Regions from separate parts of the Triticum aestivum genome. Here region 1 is linked to region 2. A link is a contact called in public Hi-C data. All regions are on one chromosome and are shown on one strand. Each heading gives the region's core, a stretch centred on a gene start, on an enhancer-like site or on the middle of the called end of the contact. The rest is flanking DNA. Distances are from core to core; before and after follow the strand shown. Region 1 holds the start of LOC123056814 (protein trichome berefringence-like 7). Region 2 holds the start of LOC123056787 (NAC domain-containing protein 82).

What was found. Hi-C and Micro-C count contacts between places; a contact is called where the count stands out from the background.
Region 1: a Hi-C map of leaf shows a contact between it and region 2, with 5 times the contacts expected there. The contact joins the promoter of LOC123056814 here to the promoter of LOC123056787 in region 2. A contact is called at or near these places in 5 of 5 Hi-C or Micro-C datasets (leaf, root and an unstated tissue) and 1 of 1 datasets of contacts at active chromatin or transcription factors (leaf).

What each region holds. Positions count from the first base shown.
Region 1 is chr1A:463,703,054-463,706,377 of IWGSC CS RefSeq v2.1, reverse strand. It overlaps LOC123056814 (protein trichome berefringence-like 7), which reads right to left and starts at 1,258. Exons shown (of 4, transcript XM_044480079.1): 1 at 238-1,258. The coding sequence starts at 1,064.
Region 2 is chr1A:463,488,825-463,492,484 of IWGSC CS RefSeq v2.1, reverse strand. LOC123056787 (NAC domain-containing protein 82) reads left to right here and starts at 1,782. Exons shown (of 6, transcript XM_044480068.1): 1 at 1,782-1,973; 2 at 2,972-3,660. The coding sequence starts at 3,609.

The DNA of each region.
Region 1 (3,324 bases), core at 9-2,508, 210 kb before region 2:
GCTTACAAATACTTAAAGTAGGTAACATCATCGAAATGGAGTTTGTATTACCTATTCATACTGTTTTTTGTGCCCAATTCAACTAATTACACACACACACACACACACACACACACACATTAAATATGATTCTAATGAAATATGAGAAAGACGAACAAGATACTTACAGTACTGAAAACACACATTTATCATGGTTAGAACTAAACGAGCATAGCAAAACAGAGCAAGAAAACTTACGTATTAAACAATTTGGTGGGAGTCCACCAGTGCCCGGTGTTGAAAATCAGAACATCGGCATTCACCCATTTCCGACTGATATTATCCATCTTGTCCAGCCTCAGAGTCGATTTGACCCTCTTGGGCGCATGCCTGGGCGCAGGGCGCTGCTCGACAAGGAACACGGACCGGAAGAATTCCACGGTGAGGTCGAAGGACGCAAACCTCACACCCAGGAACCGTATGGTCTTGCTGATCTCGTTCCCATTCACCTCGTAGACGGTCTTGGGATCCTCCACCCCGGGCATGAGCATGCAGATGAAGGACTCCCACTGCGTGCGGCTCATGGAATCCCCGACGAAGACGACACGCTTCCCCCTGAGCCGCTCGAGCGCGGCGCCGGCGGTGAACCTCGGCACGTCGCAGCGGCGCGGCCTCCACCGCCATTTGAGGTAGCCGGTGTCCTCCCTGCCGTTGGCCAGGCAGTTGAACCCCTTCTCCGCGAAGGGGCAGTCGGAGCTGTTGTAGAGCGGGTAGGCCGCGTCGGGGACCCAGTTGCCGTCGAACACGTCGCACGCCCCGAGGTCCTCCCCGACGAACCCGGCCACGGCCTGCCCCCGCCCGAGGTAGCGGAGCACGTAGAGGTAGAGCGCGCAGGAGAGCGCGAGCGCCACGGAGGCGACGCAGAAGGCGAGGGCGACCCGCTCCAGCGACGGGCCCGAGGCCCCCCACCACCTGCGCTGCGCCGCCGCGGACACCCGCGGGCTCCCGGGCAGGGCGCCGCCTCCGCCGCCGCCCCTCTGAGCGGCGCGACCCGAGCCGCCCCGGCTAGTGCTGGCGCTCACCATCTCCTGCCCGCCGCCAGATCTCCCATCCCTTGGCCCGCCAAATCGGCCCGCCTCGCCGGAGCGGAACCGCGCGGAGGCCACGCCACGTCGGCGACGCCCTGGGGGGGAGAGGTCTCCGCGCGCGTGGTGGCGGTGGCGGTGGCGCGAGTTGACTCGCAAACTCTGGTATAAACCTCACGGCGGTGCGGGGGGGGGGGGGGGGTCCCGGGCACGGCGAGGGGGAGGCGGTTGCTGGCCCGGGCGGCGGGTAGGGAGGGCGGGTGTGATCTGCGGCCGCTGTCACTGACGTGTGGGGTTTGGAGTCTGGGTGGCCCGCGTGGCCGGGAGCGAAGTGGGAGATGCGGGGCGGGCGCGCTGTTGTGTTGTGTGCGGGATACGGAGGCGCAGAAGGCTTCTGTGATTGGCCGATCTGCGCTCGTACGTGGCGGTGGTACTCTTTTTGTTGCGGGAAGAATACTCGAACGGACAGCTTGCCCACCTGATGTGAACCTTTTTGGTGCCCCGATTATCATTCCTCGCTTCTAATATTTTTTCTGCTCTATCTACAGGTTTGATCGGCAGGTACGGACAACCACCCACAAACGAGAAAGGCATAAGAAAAGAGAATGGAGACTACCGGGACTGTGATACTGCAAAGGATTCTCCGTGACAGCAGCGAACAACTGAGATGTGTTTGCTCGCTGGATGGATAGAATATTGTAATGTTGTCAAGTAGGACTTCGGTTGCGCCTGCGTACTGGCAGTGCATTGCTGGCTACCTTTTTGTTCACAGTTTTTTTTCTTCAGGGGAAAGGAGATTGTATTTCATGAGATCACGGTGTTAATAGTCGAGACGCCACACAACCTTGATACAAGGGGGGGACCGAGTGCACCTTGTTTATAGATACTGGAGAGAATGTTAATAGTGGACCTATCTTTAGATATGGAAACCAATGGAATTTGAGAGAGCGATTCAGAGATGATACTTTTGAAAGATGGCAAGCTCGGTTTAGGATTCTGAGAAAGAAAATTAAGGGTTGGAACAAAAAAGTAGATGCTTGGTATAAAAAATTAAAGTAATTTTTTTGGAAAGACTGGACAACATTGATAGGAGGGCTGAAAGCCTGGGGTTGTGTGCTTTTGATGGACAAGAACAAATTGACTTGAGAAGACAATTGGAGAGACTGCTTAAACAAGAAGAAATAAAATGGCTACAGAGATATAAAGATAAAGAGATCACTGATGGTGATGGGAATACCATATACTACCATGCTAGAGTAAATGGTAGGAGGAAAAAATAGAATCACTTCACTAGAACAGGAGGAAGGGGTTATCGAGGGGGGTTTGTTAACTTACAACACTGATTTTTACAAAAAAAAATGTTTGGTCACCCTGATATCTCTAATGTCTCCTTGATGACCCAAACCTAAAAAAATCAGATGATGAAGCTGATAAGCTTATTAGACCTTTTACCCTCTCAGCAATCAAAGATGTGGTTTTTGGGATGAAAAGAAACAAGAGTCTAGGACCTGATGGCTTCCCTGCTGATTTTTATCAGGTTTTCTGGGATTTGGTCAAGTGGGATCTAAAGAACTTGGTAGAGGATTTTGCCACTGGAAAGCTAGACATCAATAGATTGAATTATGGGATTATTACATTAGTCCCCAAAACTGTTGATGCTAAACAAATCCAAAAATTTAGACCAATATGTTCCTGAATGTTAGCTTCAAAATTATTACTAAACTACTTATGAATAGGCTGAATGAGTGTTCCTCTCGAGTGATCTCCCCAACTCAGACTGCCTTTGTCAAAGGGAGATACATAATGGAGGGGGTTGTGATCTTGCATGAAGCATTGAACACTATTCATACCCATGAACAAGATGCCTTGATCTTTAAGGTAGATTTTCAAAAGGCATACGACAAAATAAAATGGCCTTTTGTTATGAAAATGCTACAACTAAAAGGCTTCCCTGACAAGTGGTGTGACTGGGTTATGAAAACCATGAGAGGGGGACACGTGGGTGTGAGAGTCAATGATATAATTGGACCTTACTTTAAAACTTTCAAAGGTATGCGTTAGGGGGATGCTATGTCACCCATGTTGTTTGACATAGCTGCTAATGCCCTAGCTGTGATTTTGAAAAATGCTAGAGATAATGATATAGTGAAAGGGGTTTTGGGGGGATGGAGAGAATAACGGATTTAATATGTTACAACATGCTAATGATACCTGATGTCTACTACACAGTTTGTTCTTGTAGACTCGTATTGGGCCTCCA
Region 2 (3,660 bases), core at 533-3,032:
CCCCTCTAGATGCATCTAAGGGGGGCCGCCCCCTCTCCCTTGCCCCTATATATAGTGGGGGGTGGGAGGGCAGCCGCACCCTTCCCCTGGCACAGCCCTCCCCCTCTCCAACACCTCCTCCTCCTCCTCCGTAGCGCTTGGCGAAGCTCTGCCGGAGAACCACGAGCTCCATCACCACCACGCCGTCGTGTTGTCGGAGTTCTCCCTCAACTTCTCCTCTCCCCTTGTTGGATCAAGAAGGAGGAGACGTCCCCGGCTTGTACGTGTGTTGAACACGGAGGCGTCGTTGTTCGTCGCTCAGATCGGAATTGACCGCGATCTAAATCGTTGCGTGTACGACTCCACCAACCGCGTTCTTGCAACGATTACGCTTAGCGATCTTCAAGGGTATGAAGATGCACTCCCTCTCTCTCGTTGCTAGTATCTCCTAGATTGATCTTGATGACACGTAGATTTTTTTTTAAAATTATTTGCTACGTTCCTCAACAAAACATGCATGTAGCAAAGGAGCTCAGAAGCAGACACCGGGCGCCTCAGCATAGCACAACACAACACATAATGGAAAAGGCGTGCTCTCTGGCCGACTCAACCTTTTTCTGTAGCTCCATCATTGGTTGTGTGCATCGTGCTACATGGAGGTCGGACATTTGCTGGTTGTGTGCATCGTTCTATGTGAAGGTCGGACATTCACCCAGTGCGATTGTGTCACCTCAATATATCTTTTTCTTTCTGAGAATGTCACCTCGATATATCTTACATGGCTCTCATCTTTTATCAACTGGTGTCAAAGGGCAAGAGAAAAAGGTGAAACGAGACTATCCAAATGGAAAGTGGGACAATTTCAGACTAGAGGAGTACCACTATTTGTAGGAGAAAGAAGAAAAAAAAAGAAAGACACCAATCGTGGTCAAACTTCGTACAATGCAGAATGTAATCTTGCCGAAGAACGAGTGGTACCCAAAAAGGACATGTTCTCATACGGCCGTGTGAATATGTTTGTCCGTGGAGAATCATGGTGGACCGACCGCCGATCCTCAAAAGGAATTAACCAGAAAAGAGACCCTCAACAAATCGAGAAAAGACGAATGTTCCTGAACGAAAAGGGCGAGCACCCTGCTTGTGTCGCGTCGGATGATGCACCGTCTGACACGATAATGACACCGGAACATCTCAAACTCGCGTCGTGCTGCTGACTTTTCTCTCCAAGAGCCCGCGGACCCACATCCCGAGCGGTGTGGCCCACACAACCGCTGCCCCACCCATCAGCGACGTGCGGCCCCACGACACCCGTAGTAGGACAGAGAAACCAAAGAACAGAAATCGCATCGTAACTACCGAAACATGGAAACAATTACGCATTTAACCCCCCAGCCCCAAAATTCTCACTCTTTCCCTCTTAAAAAAAAACCCGCAGCCAATAGGAGACGCAGGTCAAACGCCCGGGCTGGACTTTTGGGCCAGGAAAGATTGGGAAAAAATTCTATGAGAACAGGTCTCACGGATTAGCAGGTGAGACCTATCCTGATGGATGACACGTGGCATTCACAAATCACAAAGCATCCACCCTACCCCCCACCTAAAATCAGGGGGAGAAATTAGATGCTTTGTGATTTGTGAATGCTACATGTCATTCATCAGGGCGGGTCTCACCTGATTTATATGAGACCTGGTCTCATATAATTTTTTTCATTGGGCAATCGTCGCGTGGAGCGGAAGTTTCCGGGAAGCGCACAAGGGGATTAAAAAATACTACTATACTCCCGGACCGGCGGGCCCAGGCAGTCAGTGTCCCGGCCCAGCACCACGCCCCCGGCGTTTTTCCGGTATAAAAGAGCCCCGCACCCAGCGACGCGAGATTGCTTCCCCCAAAACCTCACCTCATCTCATCTCCTCCACAATTGACCAGACGGCGGCGCTCACCTCCTCCCCCTCGGCATCCCCCATCGTCCTGCTGGCTTCCCCGGTTCTCCCTCGTAAGCGCCCCTCCCGATCTCCCCCAATCCCTTCCTTCGATCGATCTGGGTAGATCGGGGCCGATTGTTGCGAGTCATGGTTCGTGTCGATCCGATGGCCAATTCGGGCGATCTGCGTCCGATCCGTCGATTCTGAGGTGGTGGTTAAGCAATCGCCGCACGGATTGGTCTGGTCTTCCGTCCGTCGAAGTTTACGGCCGATTAGGGTTTGTGGTCGATCGATCGGTCGATCTACGCGTTGATTTGGGGTTATGCGATCCAGATGTTGTAGTAGCGTCGCGAAAGTTTGAGATTTGGTCGGGAATTGGATTGTTCAGCGTCTATTTAGGCTCGATTCCTTTGGGTGCCTTGTGATGGATCGGTGGATTCTATTAGATGGTTGAACTAATGGTCCGGAACTGATCCAAGGCAGTTTATTCTAGGAAACATCCGTTAGTTTTTTTTTTCCGTTTGTGGGAAAAATTACTTTTGTTTTGTTAATAATATCATCTGTGCCTATGAAGTATCATAGCGTGTAAGTTTTGGTTAGATCGTAGGTTGGATGCTAATGTGCTTATTATATATTTTTATTTCTGCTGCACTGATGTGGTTTGTGATTAAGCTCAATATTTTGGGGTACCTGAACTTGGTGAAAATATATTAGGTGCTCACAATGGTTTGATCTTTGGTTATCTAAGTGCAGCGCTGAAAGTCCTGTATGATCCTTTTCACAGTTTTCTTTTTGTCAACTAGTTTTTTCATGAGTTACATCCGAGCCAATATGAAATATACTAGTAAAATCTGGTGAAGCGATGGTGTAGGTTAGATTCATGTTGTTAATGCGCTATTTCACTTTGAATTGCGTACAATGTAAAATTCACTTGCTATATGCAGTCTTTTCTTTGCTTCCTGGGACTTTAGTTATTTGGATCGAAGGATAAAACATAGAACACATGTATTCTGTATTTTTCTGCTGTTTATGTTTTTCCTTTCTGACGATGTTTTCTAATCTCATGCAGGTTTTTGATCTCAGTCACTCATGTCTTTTGAAGTCAGCGAGGGATCCCCTTATTTCCACTCGTGCTACTTCTGGTTCATATATTGCATAAAATTCCGAGAATTCACTTGATACAAGTGGATCATCTGGAGTTTTGTGCGAGTACTTCCTATCATGTGAATCAGTGGTAGTTGGTTTAATTGGCAAGACTCAAACTTCTCTCATCTGAGTTCAGAAACATTTGTCGCTTGAGTCCTTGGTGTACTGCTTTCCTTGAGTCTTGCCAAGCCTGGTTTTCCATAAGTTGTTTCTCCTCCAGCTTTTGGTTGGACCATTCTCTCCTCTGGTCTAATCTCATCCATCCTTTGATCCTCCCTTCAGAATAGTTGTCATAACGTGAGCTGTCCTCTGCTCACACGGCAATCTTCTGAAGCTCTCTTCTCTGGTTCTTGTTTGTTCTCTTGAGAGCTCCTCTCCTTAAGTTTGGTTGATCTGCGGCCTTGAATTCTGTCTTTCGAGGACTGAAGCTTTCTTGCCAAACTTGATATTTCCCTGATTTACTGGTATTGTTAATTGCATAATCTGGTGAAGCAATTCTGGTTGTGTTTCACCTCTTGTGTTCTTCTGCTGATACTGAGCGCAAGACACCCACTGCAGTGATGGCTCAAACTTGCCTGCCACCTGGCTTTCGTTTCCATCCAACTGATGTTG